Linked DNA regions of Mus musculus: all the other regions are linked to region 4. Evidence: chromatin contacts called from public promoter capture Hi-C data. All regions are on one chromosome and are shown on one strand. The core of a region is the stretch at or near the end of the contact, and the rest is flanking DNA. Distances in the headings are between cores, read along the strand shown. Region 1 holds the start of Snhg8 (small nucleolar RNA host gene 8). Region 2 holds the start of Adh5 (alcohol dehydrogenase 5 (class III), chi polypeptide). Region 3 holds the start of Trmt10a (tRNA methyltransferase 10A). Region 4 holds the start of Ints12 (integrator complex subunit 12).

Region 1 (4,201 bases), core at 1,175-3,674, 9.6 Mb after region 4:
GTTCCATTTCAGACAAAACAAGTTTGGCCAAAAGACAGGAATATACAAGGACATAAACTATCACTATTCCATTCCAGCTACCTAGCCCAATGGTTAACGTCTGGTTCATTAAAAATGTTCAGTAAGACATGATGTGCTGCCAAAACTTATGTTGAAATCGTAGCCCCTACTCTCTGAACATGGTAGTATTTGGAATGAGGTTACTAGACCGTGCTGTTGGTGGCCTACAAGAACGTGGTTGAGGGCCGCAGGTCTGCCTGGATGGTCATCTCGAGCATTGAGAAGAAGACCGACACCTCCAACAAGAAGTTGCAGCTGACCAAGGACTGTCAGGAGAAAGTGGAGTTGGAACTGAGGTCCATCTGCATCACGGTTCTGGAATTGTTGGGTAAGTATTTAATAGCCAATGCAATTAATCCAGAGAGTAAGGTCTTCTATCTGAAAATGAATGGAGATTATTTCCAGGATCTTGCTGAAGTAGCTTGTGGCGATGATGGAAAACAAATGATAGAAAATTCCCAAAGAGCCTACCAAGAGGCATTTGATATAAGCAAGAAAGAGATGCAACCTACACATCCAATCCGCCTGGGGCTGGCTCTTAACCTTCCTGTATTTTACTCTGTGATCCTTAATAATCCAGAGCTTGCCTACACACTGGCTAAAACGGCTTTTGATGAGGCTATCACAGAGCTTGGTACACTGAACAAAGACTCCTACAAAGACAGCACCCTTATCATGCAGTTGCTTAGAGACAACTTAACATTATGGACATCAGACAGTGCAGAAGAATGTGATGCAGCAGAGGGGGCCGAAAACTAAAGGCATCCAGGGCACCAACCCCCTTCCCCTCAAGAAGACCTTTTTACATCTCCATTCCTTATTCCACTTGGATTTCCTCTAGCAAGAAAGCCCATTCGTGTGTATGGGATCAACTGTTTATATAGTCTTTTCACACTGCAGCTTTGGGGAAACTCCATCCCTTGGTTTGTGTTGTCTCCTCCTTCCTGGTGTGCAGTTACTGCTGTAGAAAAGTATCAATAGCTTCATTTCATGTAAACACGAGTAACTTCCAGACACGTGAGTAGAGGACTGACAGCACACTTGGTATTTAAGTAATCTGAACCGGTTCTACAAGCGACTGTGTTTTGTATTACTGCGAAGATATGGAAAATGTAGTGCATTGCAATTTAAAGTAATGTTAGTACTTTTCCATGCAAATTTGTGTACATGTGAGAGGGTATCCATTTGGTTCAGTGATTGTTCTTTAGAGAGTTGTTTGCTAATCATTGACTGTAGTCCCCAAAAAAGCCTTATGAAAATGTTATGCCCTGTGTAACAGCAGAGTAACATAAAAACAAAACTACATTTTGTAAAATAAAAAACCTGACAGGTGCAGACAGGCACAAAAGAAAAACCCACGGAAAGATGCAGGCTACCATCTACTGGCCAGAGAAGGAAGGCCCTTAATCTCGGACTTCTCAGCTCAGGACTAATACAGACCATTCTTAAGGACACCCTCAGAAGACCATCCAGAATGTAAATGAAATGTTTGGGCAACGCGCCGCGGTTACTTGAGCCTTATGATGAACTAGTTCTTTCAATTCAGTAGTGATTATTTTAAGTAAAATGAGATAGTGGGTGAGCGAGCTGAGGTTCACGAACCCCTCTAGGTCCTTCAAATGCGAGTATTGTCTCCAATGAATTCGTTCCTACTGACTCCTGCACGGTGTTGCCCTAACCGCACCCTTCCCAGCCTGTAATGATCACAGCTTTCTAACTAACATTCTCCATGACGACAACTGTCATCTCCATACTCCATCACTAAAGGCCCTCTATTCTGTCTCATAGCGGGCTGCACGCGGGAGTGAGATATGCCTTCCTCCCGGAAAAGCCGAGGGCCGGGCGGGTCTGCTCGCACTGCCCAGGCTTCCCGTTCTCCCGGTTCGAGAAACCTTCCGGCGCGCTGTGTCGGGCAAAAGTGAGATCAGATCAAAAGGGCAAGCGGAAGGGCGCAAGCGGAACCATCAACCCCGATGGGGGCAGAGGAGCCGCCAACAGCTCTCGGGGACAAAGGGCCGGCGCCATAGGAAGTGATGCCGGGGGAGGCGGCAACGAAGGGACCTTAGACTTTGGGTCCCAGAGAAGAACGCAGCCAAGAAGAGAAAACGCGCGCACCGCCAGAGCTTCAGCCACGAGACTTCTGACACCGCGAGAACTGTGGTTTCAGCTCGGCTTTTCCCCGCCCACCTCCACAGCCCGCCCATTCCTGTGACGCACGCATCGAATCCGGGCCGCCTGTACACCAATCAAAGTGACGAGGCGCGGGAGAGCTCGGAATGGGCGGGAAAGCCCCGCCCCTCGCGCGCAGGCTCTTGGGAGAGCGTCACCCGGGCTATAAAAGCGTGCGCGCACCGTTCAGAAGTCTCTTTGGCTGCGATCCGCCTACGAGTATGTAGTTGTATGGTGGGGATGATATCTTGGGCCTTATTTGTGAGTGGCCGAGATGCGGGAGACACAAGGTGGCTATGGTGCTGGCCGAAAGCCATCAACTCTGCAAGAGCGCCGTGAAGGTTAGCGCGACGACCACCATGTAAAGCCGATACGGTGTTGGGCGGCGTGACGCAAGTTCGCCACCGCTGGGTCGGATGGTGAGTGACACCTCTGGGGTTACACTAGATTTTTGGGCTGTGAAACTCCATGTATCTTTGGGACCTGCCGCCTGTGGCAGTCTCCCTTCCTAGCCATGGAAGAGCATGTTCTTGTTATTGGCAAAGCTGTCACCATTTCATTGGTACCAGATTCTGACTTGAGCAAGTGACATTCTAAGATTGTAAGAGTCTACACGACGCTAGAAAAATGGACTTCAGTTTTCTAAACTAGTATTGAAATATTTCTAGGAAACGCCGGGACCCGTTGCTGTTGAACAGTGGAGGAAGTGTTAAGGTAAGATTCATTTTTGTGGTGTTTTCGCGGTTCTGGGTAGTGAGTGGGCCTTTACTGTTAGGGTGAAGTTTGCTCTTGTGCTGACATTAACATAAGTAAACAGCCCGTAGTATAGTCACGGATATTCTGTAATGGGCCTTTTTTTTTTTCTTGCAGGTACTGTAGTGGTTGAGATCGTCTCTGGTCAACTTACAGGGAATCTTCGCTTTTAATTTTTGAAAATTGAATATTTTATATTAAATAAAAGATGTTTGGTGTGTAATAAGACTGTGTCCTGTTTCTGGAGGTTGTGTGAATTAAGAGTTAACGATACAGGAGACATTTGCGCAGGAAATAACTGGGTTAACTAGGCTTCCAAAGAAGATAGGTTTGATTGTTACAAAGGTGCAAGATAAATGTTGGCTTGGAACATGAGTGATTAATAAGCCACAGACGGTTGCCCTTAATGAAAAGTATCTTTTGCTTGCTGCTCTCCAAGCCTTCTAGTGTGTGCCATTCAACTTCAAATCTCCAGAAGCCAAGTATGTAACACCAGCTAGGGGGTGTGTTGTGACAGGTGCTGAGGGGATACTTGTGACCTTAGAGGCTTTTGTGTCTGGGATTTGAGGTACTGAGACTCACACTCAAGAGTATGATAGGCCTTATTTAGGGAAGCTTAGGAACCAGGGGGTGATTCCTCTGCACAGAGATTATTGGGATCCAAATTCCCACCAGATGTCTCTGGGCCTTCATTCCTATTTAAAAAGGGCTGCTGTAAGGTCATGGTTCCACAAGTGGTCAGTAATTTGTATGGCCTCTTAACTGCTTGCCATTTCATGTGTTAGGCTTTCTGGTACATAAGGAGAGCCTCTTTAAAACATTTGTCAGGTTAGTCTCAGGAGATCTGAACTTACTTGAAGGTACCAGTAGATGGCGTACTTTTTCATGGTTCAAAAGGCAGAATTCAAGTTTGACATCTGCCTACTGTTCTAGAGAAATGATTTTGATAGTGAAGATTTGAACTTAAGAAAATGATGTGCTGGTCTTAGTGTAGGTAAGATCAAAAAGGTTAAATGTGGGCACCTAATCAAGGTTCCTAGCCCAAATTTTGTAGATTTAAAAATTAAAACTAAGATTTGCTAGAATTTCACCTTACATAAAAATTGTAATAGGCAAGGATAAGACCTGTACCCCTGAACTACTGGGTTCTCTCAAATTCAAAGGAATCGCAGGCTTGTCATTTCTGGCATGGTGCCAAGTATGAAGACTGAATGGTTAC
Region 2 (4,463 bases), core at 820-3,319, 5.4 Mb before region 4:
GCCCGTGCAGGCCTGAGGCCCAGAGTTCAGCTCCCCAGCATAACACCTGGAGGCAGATCAAGCTGGCTGGATCGAGTAACTGGCCTGGAGAGCTCTGGGTTCAAGTGAAAGACCCTGATTCAATGTATGGTGGAGCAATTGAAGACCTGATGTCAGCCTGAGACCTTGACATACCCACCTGTGAACACGCATAAACATAAACACACACACACACACACACACACACACACACACACACGCTACAAACTCAGACACACGCAAAGCTAAATAAATAAAACTAAATTGAACAGCATATTCACAGAAAAGCTTATAACCTCTAAGTGAGATGGAGAATTGTTTTTAGGTCTCACATAAATCACACAGTGAATAACATAAAATTAAAGGGCCAGATACAGTGAGGCAAACCTTTAGTCCCAGCGCTCAGAGGCAGAGGCAAGTGGCTCTCAGTGAGCTCGAGGCCAGCTAGATCTACACTTCAAGTTCCAGGACCGACAGGGCTACATGGAGAGATTCCATCTCAAACCTTCCACCCTAAACCACCATCAACCAGGACAACAAATATGTGCATATATATTATTTATATTTAAATTGTGTATACATATATATAAAATCAAAGGGCTGAAGAGATGGCTCAGTGGTTAAGAGCACCCACCTACTGCTCTTGCAGAAAACTCCAGGTTCAGTCCTATGCATCTACACTCTCACAGCTACCTGTAATTCTAGTTCCAGAGGATCTGTGCCACCCCCTGGCTTCCACAGGCTCCTGCATGCATATACACACACACAGGCACACACACACACATCTTAAAGGAGGGTGGGAGGTGGGGAAGAGATGGAGGAGGAGGAGGAAAAGGAAGAAGAAGAGGAGGAAAGAAAGAAAAGGAAAGAAGACTATGGAATACATGTCCCAAGCTGGGGTGTAGCTCAATGGTAGAGCATGTGCCTTGAATGCACAAGGCCTTGGATTTGAGTCCTAGCACAACAATGGACAAGCCAAGCAAAATCCCACCCAGAGTCTTTCACTAGGTTTGGCAAGTAATTCAAGGTTAGTATTCAAGCTTAGTATTATGCGACCTAATTATCTTTTCCTTGGGATGGCTTATATAGCATCACTTTAGTGCAATACTTCCCAGTGGAAAGGATCCTAAGAAATATCCAAATGGGGGTAAAAATACTATAACCATCTCTTATAACTGTGCTAACTAATGCATTAGCCATTTGCCACAGGTGGCTATTGAACACTATAGATAAAGGACAAGTGTGAACTGAAATCAGGTATGATGTAAAAATTTGAAAGCTTAGAAGAGTGAAGAATATCTCAATTTAAAAATACTTATAACGTGGAAATAATATTGCGAGTATCAGGTTGGGTAAACATACCATTAGAATTAATTTTATGTGGCTCTGTAAAGTTTACAATTCCATATGAAATTTATATCGCGCATCTAAAGCAATGAGCTACTAGAGCGATTACACTCAGTACAGACCTTCTTAACCACGGAACCAAACCTAGTGAGAAATGCTGGGTTTTGATCAGTTCACTTGACGCTTATGAAATGTGTTGACAGAATAAAGGTTGCAAGCCACTCACTGGGTTTACTGGAGATGGACTTGAAAGTCAAATAACGTGATTTGAAAAAAACAGGTACACCGTGCTGCACGTAGAAAGCCAAGGTCGAAGGAAGGGCCTAACTTTGCTTGGGAGTTTTGAGCACGGCCCGCGCTCCAAATCTGATCCTGCAACCCGGGCGCGACCCGGGCAAGTTCTTCCGTCCCGCGTGACGGGCGCGGGCCTCAGCCCACCGGGCTCCGGCGGAGCAGAGCAGAAAGCAGAGCTGCTCTCCAAGCGCGGCGCCGAAACAAAGCCTCCATGCCCTCGCTGCGGCTGCGCTCGCCTTCCCCGGCGGGCGGCAGCGGGCCACCCGGGCGTTCCCCTCCTCTGCTCCGGCCCACCGCGCGCCTCCATACCTGGTTCGCCATGGCCGCTAGTTCGGGATCGAGCGCTAAGGTTCACGAGTGTAGCGGAACCCGGGTGAGGGCTGGACCGTGCGTGAGGGGAGGGGCTGTGCGCGGGAGGCGGGCCTTCGATGTAGGCGGGGCGTACGTGAGGGCGGGAGGAGGTGGCTGTGCGTAGGGCGGGACTCGGCTGGGAGGCGGGCCTAATACCGGAAGGGCGGGGCCCGCGTTTCGGAGCCTGAGTTTCGGCTACTGCGCTCCGTTGCTGGGGAGGCAGTAGTTTTGGGGCCGTGAAGCGCTTTATTCCAGGCTGGCTCAACTGAGCCCCTGCAAAGCATCTCTGTGGTATTTCCTTGTCTAATTTTCGTGCAGTCTTTGTACGTTAGACGTGAGAGAAATATAGCGTGTGGTAACACGTGTGGGAAAGCACGTGTAGAACAAGCCACGCCTTCCGTGTGTCCCTGTCCGCGGTCCCCCCGCCCCCCTCTTCCCGGGCTTGCACGCGCTAGCTAGCGAGCTACTGATTTGCGGGTTGCATGCGCTAGCGAGCTAATGCAGCCCCTTGTTTTGCGGGTCTGGGTCCAGGACGAGTCAACACTGCGGCCCTCAAGGGCTTTGAAGGAACACTAGAGGGAGAGGTGCCCATCCTAGCAACAGCCCGACCTCGGATTTCAGCAGGTTACGACCAGGTCCTGGGATTTCAGGGACCATCGGACACGGAGAGAAGTTTTCAGGAAGGGAACCGAGGGAGCAGAGTGGGCCCCTTTTAAGAGTGGACCAACTATGTGGAGACAGAGGCTGCTGTATTTGCTGATGTAATCCCAAATGCTGCTTGTGTTGAAATGTACCCACTAAAACACCGCATTTTGTCTTTTTCATGGCTCATTTCCTGATTACACACTTTAAGGGTTGACATTCTCCACGGTACTGTTCAAAGCCCTTCTCTCACTTCACACTAACTCACACCCTGGCTTTTAACGTATATAATTAATAGGATGATCACCATAGTCTGTCTCCAGTCAGGGTAGTGTTCCTAAACTCCAGGCTTGAAGTACCAAGCCAGTGTGTATTAGGGTATCTCAGTGCTTAAAACCCAACTTACTTAAAACTAATCTTGTATTCGTGCCTCCTAATCCTTTTAAATGATTCCAGTGTCTGGTGATTAAAATATTCAAATATACAAGCCATTTCCAGTCAAACCACCACATGTGGATATTATAAGTTATACTCCTGTAAGAAGTTGAACAAGTTGAGGAATTCATAATTCTTACAGAAGTGAAGTCACGCAGGGAGAGCTGCTGCCCCCCGAAACAGAAACAGGAATACAGAGAATCACAATCCATCAGACTAGAAATTCATCATTGCAAGAAGCAGTACTAGGGCCAGAAACTGAAGAGTGATTGACCTATTGCTGTAGGCACTTTGTAGTTTAGTCTGACTTTTGTAAACGACGGAGGATGCAGTCATGTGGAGTGGAGTATTCTCATACTTTGAGAAGTTTATTTTCACGATTTTTCAGGGAAGGAGGGAGAAAAATTTTCCTACTGTTTCCTTTAGAGCAGTGTTTGTCACGTGTGGGTCATGACCCTTCTGGGGGTCGAATGATCCTTTCATAGGGATCACGTATCAGGTATCCTGAACATGAGATATTTTCATTACGATTCATAACAACCAGATGATAGTTATGAAGTAGCAATGAGATAATTATGGTTGGGGTCACCACAATATGAGGAGCTGTATAAAGGGTTGTAGCATTAGGGAGGCTGGGACCACTGCTCTAGAGGTAGTATCAATGTAAACATGTGTGTTCTTAAGGAGGCTTGCCCTCAAAAATGACTTGACCAGGGCTTAACTCAGCATGAGTTTTCCCTGTGCTCATCCAGTCAGGGAGAAGGGAGATGGGCATCTTCAGTCCTCTCTAGTTCTAGAATCCTATTCCTTGTAAGGGGCTGAGAATTCAAAACCAAACCAAACCAAACCAAACCAAACCAAACCAAACCAAACCAAACCAAACAAAACAAAACAAAAACCCAACCAACTAACCAACCAAAAAAAACACCTGAGGCCGGCCGTGGTGGTGCATGCCTTTAATCCCAGCACTCAGGAGGCAGAGCCAGGTGGATTTCTGAGTTCGAGGCCAGCCTGGTCTACAGAGTGAGTTCCAGGACAGCCAGGGCTACACAGAGAAACCCTGTATGGAAAAACCAAAAAAAACAAAACAAAACAAAACAAAAAAACCCAAAAAACAAAAAACAAAAAAAACCCCCTGAGAATAACTAAAGTTTATAAGCTCACCTAAAGACTCAGATAAAATAAAAAATTAAAAACTGTAGAACATTTTCCCCTTTTACTCAGTAAATTATATCTGTCTTTTAATAAAAAAAATTGCAAGGCACAGAGCAAGGCAAACCATAGTTTGAATGAGCATGGCAAGCATCAAAACCAGACCCAGAAGGTGACAGCTGTGCTGGAATGATCAGACCGTGCGTTTTAGTTTTTCCTTTGTT
Region 3 (4,557 bases), core at 800-3,299, 5.1 Mb before region 4:
AAAATGTATATGCCCAAAGGCATGAATAGTGGAAAAAACAAGACTCAGTAATGCAAACTTAAAAGCAAAATTGAAATTAACAGGAAAACATTTTATGAAACATATTTTCAAGAGAGCACAGCTCTGAAACTTGAAACTCAGTTGACTTATTCCAAACCGAGAGGATAACTTGAGTAGATATGGGATTTCATAGAATTCTAAAAGAAAACGAAGAGAGTAATTTCAAAGTTACTAACTCCTCTGGTCTCTAGTACTAAATTCCTATGAAACAAAGCAATATTTATCCGTGGCAATACTTTTCAGTAGTTTCTCTATGTTCAAAATTTTGAAGTGTTGAGCTGCCTTAACTGTGAGAATTACAAAAGCCGTGTTTTACAGCTCTCTGACACCAGGGGGAGCCTTTGTCTTTCACATCTAAAATGTCTCCAGTTAAATTTAACTTGACCTATCACAGAATAGTAACATCTTTGAGCAGCCTATCGTGAGCTTGTCCTAACATTAATGTGTTTTATCAATTCTTGAAACACTGTACTGGGTGTTTCCTAAGCTTTGATTAAATAAGCCAGACTACTGAACAACACATGAAATATGTTTCATTTTATAAAATACATGAATGCAGATAAAATACTAGCTGGCTGTCTTGTTTTGTCTAGACTTCACCAAGATAGCTTCCGCTCCGACTGTCTACTAAGTAATAGAGTAAGAATTTGATGCATTATGTAAAACACGGCACTTTTGAACACACGGCTTTAGTTTGGGTCACGAGGTGAATCTCTATGGCAGCGAGTCTGAGGCTTCTCCCAGACCAGCAGTGATGCTTAAAGCACATTTTAATCCACTAATCCAAGTCTAACAAGTATTTAAGAACATTTTACAGAAAGATAAAACAACTCTGAGACTTTACTTTAGCATATCTTAAAAAGAAAAAACCTGGATGGTTAATTCTTGGATATAAGTTATCAGACAGGATTACAAAACTCAAAACTGAGTAATACTGACAAAGACTATCTGGTGTGGGGAAGAGCATACGTCACTTAATGCCAAAGACAAAAACCCGGCTGTTATCAAATCGACTAAAACGGCCCTCGTAGTCTTTAAGCTTTCTTTTCGGTAACTCTAAAATCAATACATGCCTACTTCAGGGTATTTTTATGTTATTTTATTTTTTTTTATTTTTAAACGCGTTGGTCTGTACCGCAGTAGCAATAGCCCTTTGTTCAGTTGTCAAAGTCCCTTTGGCTTGAGTTCTGGCTTGGGAGGGAATCTCAGGAGAGCTTTTTTTTTTTTTTTTTTTTAAATGAGTAATTTTACATCTCCGGACACGCAACCACATTTTAAACACAAAATATTTCAGTGGCAACCGGTAACGCGTCCATCTTAACCTCATCCTCAGCTGACCACGAGGCCGAGCCGCCTGGGCAGCAACTGCCCCTCGGCGCCCTTACATGCGACGGCCTGACCCAGGGAAGGAAAAAGAGGAAAAGAAGGGAAAACGGCTCGCCTGCCCTCTAGGCGCAACGCAGCGTTGCGACAAGCTACCCTGAGACTCCACATGGCTCCTTTCTGCCACACTTCCGGTAGGGACTCTCCTAAACAACAGAAACCCGGAGCGCACACCGCGGCGACAACCGGGCGCGCGCACGCCCCGAGCGGGGCCCTGCGCCCGCGAACGAACCGCAGCTGACCAATCACGACTCTGGAAGACGGCACGTGAGTGGCGAGGGGCGTGGAAAACGCACACCTGACGCCACTTCCTCCGCAAACCGGCAACTACTTCCCAGGCCCTCACCCTCTACTCCGGAAGCCTTGGTTGCAGCGGAGGCTAGGGTAGCTCACGCTCCTTTGGCATCCGAAAGGATACCAACGGGCAGGGGCACGACAGCCGCAGTGCCATATTTACCGTGCCGCGGGGCCGGTGGGGAACGCCGGGGTGCGGTTAGAAAGCCTTTCTGAAGTGTTCTCGGCTCCACGCGGTCGTCCTCCTTCAGAAACTTCAACTCCCAGAGGCAGAGGCGGTGGTTGCGCGCCCGGTTACGGCACTTACGGCTTACGTCATCGGACTGCGCTAACTCCAAACCGGAGAAAGAGGAGGAGCCTGTAGGGGGCGGGGTCTGGGCCTGGGTTTTGCGGGAATGGTTAGTGGCTACCGCGAGGCGTTTTTCCCGGTCAAGCGTTGCATTTCTACCCACAGGCCTGTGTAAGCTCGGGTCTCGAGGCGAAGATCGCCCCACTGAAAGAAATTGAAATGCGAAACAGACGAAATGCTCTTATTTTTTTCTGCGTTGAGAGGATGATCTAGTATTGCCCAACGTACTTCTAATTTATGTAAGAAAGTTACCAATGGTCTTTCATAAGTGAAAAAATTGTAAACTGAAATTTTTAATAGAAATTCATCGAACTTAGGAATTTTAAAGTTTTCTTTTTATGTCCTTAGTAAAACATAATACTTTACAGTCCATCCTTTGAGGTTTTGTTTATGCTGTTTTGCAAAACACTAGTGATATTTCATCGTTTGTAAATACTTGACCTTATATAATCTTTTTGCTAAATATAGACCAAGTCAACCGAGGGAAAAAGAAAAACCAAACAGTTGGGTAGGTTGGTCTTTTTGTAGTTGTTTTGTTTTAATTTGGCTTTTCTGATGGATGAATCTGTAGAATTTGCAGATAAAAAACTATTTTTCAAATAAAGACCCATCATTAGATTTTTCTTGTTGCTTGACCTTTTGAACTTGTTACAGGCTCTTAAATGAACTGAATCGTCTCTGAATTTAGTGTGTGGGGGAGATCTTTTTTAAACTCTGTTTTTATTTGGAAAAAGATGTGGATCACATGCTCTGTGTTGTGGATCTCTCAAATCTTAGAGATTTCTGTTAACTGAACATTGGCAGTAAAATGTGAATCCACTTATGAGCTGTTAGTAGGGCATCTTTTTTCGGCTGCCTCCGTATCAGGGCAGAGAGTAGCTGAGGGAGGGTTAGTAACTGGATATGGAGCCCTTCACATGTAGGTCATTAAATTCAGGCTGGCAGAGTGGTGTGCCAGATCTTTCAGCAGCTGTTCTGTTGCCCTTATGGGATCTGTCTTTAAAATAACGGTACAGTTTTAGAGGTAATGCCTAGCATCCTTGATATCTAAAAGAGTTTTTAAGTTAGGAGAAAAATCCTCATTTTTATGATGTGACCAAATTTGACTTGGTTATTTGATCTCATGGTTGCAGAATCAATCCAAAGTATGAAAAAAAAAAAAAAAAAAAGGTACGAGTAAAAACTGCAGTTTAGCCAAAGAAGCATATAAAAGTTTAAGATAAAGTCCTGTGATGTAAGGAAGTCATTGATTTATAAAACTCAGGCTTGTTTAACACAGTTGACAGTTCATTGTCTTTGGCTTAGGATTTTGTACAGCAATGACTAAATGATTGTCTCCATCAAAGAAGTAGAGGATCCAGAAGTGAATACATACTTAAGATGCCTGTAGATAGAAAGGAAGACATGAATGTTTCTTGAGCACATAGTGTCGGAGATTTTGTAATTTTGCTCCATCTTGGAAAGTAAACATTTTTTTAAATGAAGAATTTCAAAGCTGGGGGCAGTGAAAGCAAAGAGCCAAACGTGAAGGTTTTACACATTGATGAGCAGTGGTGGAGTAAGGAAGAAGGGCTCTACCCAGCTTTCTAATGTGAACAGTGGTAGAAATATAATTCTATTAATTGGGTAATTTAGAGAATACTAGAAGAAAACTGGATTTTAAGCAAACATAGCAAGCTTGGATTTGAATATCTGCGGAGTCTGGGGAGTCTGCCTAAGTATGGATGGGCTTAGGAGTCGCTGTGCTGCGAAATGAGTTAGACACAGGTTTGGGTTTAGGGGATAAAGCAGCAGTTATCAGGAAGAAGAGTGAAGTAACGTGTAAGATAAACACACGAGAGAGTAAATGTGTAACCTACGAACCGTATATTATTTTCATACTAATGAAGTAGGTTTTAGATGATTTCATCACAAAGGAAACAGTAGTTGGCTGTCTGTGAGCGATGTGACATGTTAAGTGGCTTCACTATAGTGGGCTTTCTCCTGGTCATGTGTAGCTCACAGTGTCATGTCCTATGCCTTAAATGTATGCAGTAACATTTATAGAAAAATTAAGGTTTATGCAATTTAATCACGAATAAACATTGGACATCCTACACAAATCATATCTGTGTGCCAATTTCATAGAGCTGGCAGCCAGCTCTTTGACTGCAGACTGTACAGTAGGAAGAGGGCTACTGGCAGATCAGAGTTCTAGGACACAGCACATGGTTGTAAGTGCGATTGTGAACATTGCACAGACACTCGAAGTTCCAAGTCAATCTGGTTGATTGTTTTTTTTTTTTAATTAGGTATTGTCCTCGTTTACATTTCCAATGCTATCCCAAAAGTCCCCCATACCCACCCACCCCCAATCCCCTACCCACCCACTCCCCCTTTTTGGCCCTGGCATTCCCCTGTACTGGGGCATATAGTTTGCAAGTCCAAAGGGCCTCTCTTTCCAGTGATGGCCGACTAGGCCATCTTTTGAT
Region 4 (4,166 bases), core at 448-2,947:
AAATACCATATTCTCTTCCAGGTTATTAGTCCTATCTAGCATGCTTCACACTTAGCATTCTCATGCTTGTTTGGTCAACTCACTTCCCATCTTTCCAGAAAGAACAATTACATTTTCCTACTGAACAGGACCTCTTGCAGCCTCTTGACTCTTTATTTCTCCAAGTCAGTTTTAAGTCCAGCTTCCCTTTTCCAAGTCCCCTTCTAGCTCTAGCTACTCTCCCCTATTTTAAGATCAGGTGAATACAAGAGGGATACTTTGTATTTTTACATTTAAGTTGGTATTGGACCTCTCTTTCCCTGGCTTTCTCATTCTTGCCACTATTGTTCCAATGCTCTGTCTTGCTTTAGTCTCACTACCAATTTGTTCTTCAGCAGTCATGAGCATTTTGTTGTCAAATACCATCTCAAGGCAGATGACTCTGTATGGTTTTTCTCTCACTTCCTCTTATTTCTCTGTTACTCTGAAAACAATGACCAGACTATTATATTCAGCTAACTCACCGAAGTCTAATATTCTTGTCTTTTACTCTACACAGTTCTAGTCACTTCAGCAAAAGGCATTCATGAAATGCAACTGTCTTTTCCTCTCAACATAACTCAAACACAAAAAAGCAAGACAATCGTCTATTTTATGGGTAGGGATGTGTACAGTGCTCTGACCTGCAACATTCACTTTCTACTCTTTCATTTGTCTTTAATTATTAATCTCACTAGTGTATAGCTTTTATGAGAGCAGAAGTTTATGAAGGGGGAATGTGAGGGGGAATGCAGGAATTTCCCTGGCAAGTAGCATTTCACAGGTGTTTTTAAAAAATATTTATTGAATCAACTGGATTTTTGCCAAAATGGTCCTTTTCAAGGCTGCTGTGATGTCCCCAAACAAAATTGAGCACCCCTACCTAAATAGATGCTTTCTCTCAGATCTCTTTCACCCTGCCTACTAGTTTCAAACAAACTTCTAAGTTGATCACCTGCTAGTGCATGAGATAAAGGAAACTGCAGAGAGTGCAATACTCATTACAACACTCGAGACCATCCCATTCGTGTTTCTGCAAGATTCTGTAATCCTTTCCAATTAACTTCTTCTTTCCATTTAGTGCTTCGCCTTTGGGGAAGTCTGGAAACTCAGGATGTAAAAACCCCAATTCCAAAACAAACCCAAGCGCTAGAGAAGCTAAGGAGAGTCAAGAGACACTTCGAAATGCCAATTCTTTGATGGAATCAAAACACACTGGGGGCGGCCTCGAATAGGGGTAAGTCCTTCTCAAGGAGGCCAGAACAGAGATGTAAAACGGGAGCTGTACAGAGGTCTCCGGAACCCTCGGTCAAAGGTCTTGGACAATTCCACGGTCCCGGTCCCCCGGGCCACCGTCCTCGGCGCCCTCCTCACTCAGTCCTTCCAGACTAGGAGGAGCGCTCAGGCGGAGCCACGCAACCACCCCGCAAATTATGAGGTCTCCCCTCCAGCAGGGAGGAGACCGACAGCCCACGGAGCTCCGCTCCGGCCGCCCCTCGCGGGGTCTCGAGCCTCCCCCCGAGGCGCCAGGAAGCGGGGACCCTCGTCACCACTCACCGCTCCGCCCCGCCACTCGGTCGGTTCCCGGTAGCTCTCTTCGAATCCGTCCCCGCCCTCACCAGCTTTAAGAAGAGAGAAACAAAGGTTCCCGCAACAGGTCGGAAGGGGAACGTTTCCGAGTGAGACAGCAGGAAGTGACGTAGGGCACTCCTTCCGGTCCGCCGGATTATGAATGGCGTTGGGCGGGGGACGCGCAGACACGTTGTCTCTTCCTTCTTTTTGCCCCCTTTCCCCTGCTCAGGGCCTCGCTGGGAGGCGAGTGCTCCTCCTCAGGCCGCGGCTTCCAGAAGTAGCCTCGGAGTCCCGGCTCGAGCTGGGCGGGAAGGCGCGGTGGCCCGCGTCGTCGCCCGCATGCTCCCGCGCCCTCCCTGCCTGGCCGCGCCCCTGCGACCAGGTAAAGAGGGCGCTCGGGCCGCTCGTCCCCCCGCCGCCTCCTGAGATCCGCGCTCGCCCTCAGGGGTCGGCGGGGCTGGGCTTGGAGGCCAGGGTGGGACCGGTGACGGCTCGCAGCCCTTGAGAGTCTTGCCAGCCCCACATTCACCGCAGGCTTTTGCTGTGGGTGCAGATGGACGGGCTTCGCGCCGTTCCGCTGAGTGACGCGTGGGCCCCTCGGCTGCGAGCCATCCCTCTAGTCTTTTCCCTGCGTGGGTAGAGCAACAGGGCAGCTTTGCCTGGTAGGGGGTTGTGTGGTCGTTTTGAGTTAAGTGCAGGAAAAAAGACCTCTTGGAGCACGACTTAACTTTCCCCAAAGACATAGTTTTACGTCGCAGCCCTTCCTGATTGGACGCTGTACATGCGTACTATTTTACAGTTAGGATCTGCTGCATTTGGGGACATTTGCTATCCCCACCAAAGCAGCGTTGCCCTTCCATTATTAGCACGAACAGAAAGCTTGAGTTTGCACGAGAACTGCTTTGGCTTAAATTAAAAAAGAAAAAAAAAAAAAAAAGAATACCCTAATACATACCTCTCTAACTTTGACTGGGGAATTACACCACCCCATCTCCATCCCCCGCCATACTCACCACCAAATCCTTTGTCATAAATTCCTTAAGGTCAGAAAAAATAAACGAGTGTATCTCGTACCACATTATTGCTAAAGATGGTGGCATTTGTCAAGTTTCCCTCGTGCTGTCCCACAATTTAAAAAGCAAGAACTGGAAGTGACTTTAAACATGTAAATATGGTCTTGAAATGCCATGAGAATAAACTGTTACAATACAACTGATTTGCTGTCATATTTAGTAGATCAAACTTTAAGCTATATGAGTGTTAAACTGCACTTTGAGGAGCATACACTGCCATTGACGCTGCTGAAATTGTGACTCAATCATTTTAAAGAGGCCTAACTTCAAAAAGGAGATTGAGGTTTGAACGTTGTTCTATAGTACTAATGAAAAACACCTTTAAACTAGTAAGGGGCCATGAAGGGGTGGGCTCTCAAGGAAGGGAAAATGGGATGCAGTGAGGTCCGGGGCCGGGGGAGTGGAAAGAATACTATGTATTTCCCCATTTCAAACAAAACTAAAAGCTTTGTGGTTATGGACTTAAGGAGTTTTGTTTTAAACCTCTTATGTTTTCTAGCTTTTGTTTCAACAGCACATGGTTTTAAATAAGCACAAACAATAATCCATTTGGCCTTATTAATAGCAGTAATTTAGTAGCCATAAAAACATTTGGGACTTACCCTGGTGTCCATCAGTATTTTAGACTGTTGCCTGGTATGTGTTGTTTTTATCCTTGAATGCAAAGTGACTTACTGGTTTCTTCTATGAACATTTCTTGGGAGGCAGGAGTTAAAAGCTTTGTAATCATAAAATAAGTATTGCTTGCTGAGGTAACTCAGTATTTTTTTCAGGCTTGATGGTATTTTCAGCATTTACATTTTATGCTGTCCTTCCCTGTTAACTGCACGTATTATGACTTAATAACAACAGACAGTTCTTTGAATCTCCAGAGAGATTATATATTCTTCTATAACTAAGATTTCAGTAAGCATTTCCACTTCCAAACTTTTCTTACTTAATAAAAATTTCTTGCCCTGGGATCCAAATAGCTAATTTTAATCATGGGTTAACTGCCCCTGAATTATAATCCTACATTACATAGTATGAACTCTAAAAGCTGTATTTCTTTCTTGGACTTTTAACTAGAGGTAACTGACTATTATTTATTTATGAAGAAGCACTTTTAAAAATCTGTATGGTAATAAAGTGGGGTCTGTAACCAAATAATGCTGCTTTGTTTAATGTCTAAACCATGAGCTAAGTTGTACATTCAAAATATTGAAGATTGTCTGATGCAGAGAATTGAGCAGCTTTAAATTTAGATTTCAATATTTGAGAGAAATCAGTAAATGTTCATACTCGTTAACTATGTCAAACTTTTTATTTTATAAAATATAGTCTGCTAATATGTATATTGGCATAAGAATTCCCAACAGCATTTTATGACTCCTTGGGTTTAAAACCTCAGTATTAAATTTATCAGTGTTTGTGGTGCAGCACATTTAAGTTCAACATAGTCCACACATTTTGTTGGAAGAAGTTTTCAAATAAAAAGCGCGAGTTGGATTTTTCCCATTAAAG

The links. Promoter capture Hi-C pulls out the DNA fragments that hold promoters and counts their contacts.
Region 1: a promoter capture Hi-C map of pre-B cells shows a contact between it and region 4, with 4 times the contacts expected there. The contact joins the promoter of Snhg8 here to the promoter of Ints12 in region 4. A contact is called at or near these places in 2 of 39 promoter capture datasets (cranial neural crest and pre-B cells) and 1 of 484 Hi-C or Micro-C datasets (pre-B cells).
Region 2: a promoter capture Hi-C map of pre-B cells shows a contact between it and region 4. The contact joins the promoter of Adh5 here to the promoter of Ints12 in region 4. A contact is called at or near these places in 1 of 39 promoter capture datasets (pre-B cells) and 2 of 484 Hi-C or Micro-C datasets (CD4 T cells and pre-B cells).
Region 3: a promoter capture Hi-C map of pre-B cells shows a contact between it and region 4, with 2.8 times the contacts expected there. The contact joins the promoter of Trmt10a here to the promoter of Ints12 in region 4. A contact is called at or near these places in 2 of 39 promoter capture datasets (cranial neural crest and pre-B cells) and 2 of 484 Hi-C or Micro-C datasets (CD4 T cells and pre-B cells).

The regions. Positions count from the first base shown.
Region 1 is chr3:123,506,559-123,510,759 of GRCm38.p6, reverse strand. Snhg8 (small nucleolar RNA host gene 8) reads left to right here and starts at 2,424. Exons shown (of 1, transcript NR_028574.1): 1 at 2,424-3,208. Snora24 (small nucleolar RNA, H/ACA box 24) reads left to right here and starts at 2,694; the gene lies at 2,694-2,823. It overlaps Prss12 (protease, serine 12 neurotrypsin (motopsin)), which reads right to left. Exons shown (of 11, transcript NM_008939.2): 11 at 4,158-4,201. It also overlaps the pseudogene Gm9369.
Region 2 is chr3:138,440,699-138,445,161 of GRCm38.p6, reverse strand. Adh5 (alcohol dehydrogenase 5 (class III), chi polypeptide) reads right to left here and starts at 2,069. Exons shown (of 9, transcript NM_007410.3): 1 at 1,969-2,069. The coding sequence starts at 1,980.
Region 3 is chr3:138,140,940-138,145,496 of GRCm38.p6, reverse strand. It overlaps Trmt10a (tRNA methyltransferase 10A), which reads right to left and starts at 2,049. Exons shown (of 8, transcript NM_175389.5): 1 at 1,901-2,049. It also overlaps a transcript of Mttp not described here.
Region 4 is chr3:133,089,386-133,093,551 of GRCm38.p6, reverse strand. Ints12 (integrator complex subunit 12) reads right to left here and starts at 1,697. Exons shown (of 7, transcript NM_027927.4): 1 at 1,576-1,697. Gstcd (glutathione S-transferase, C-terminal domain containing) reads left to right here and starts at 1,727. Exons shown (of 12, transcript NM_026231.3): 1 at 1,727-1,972.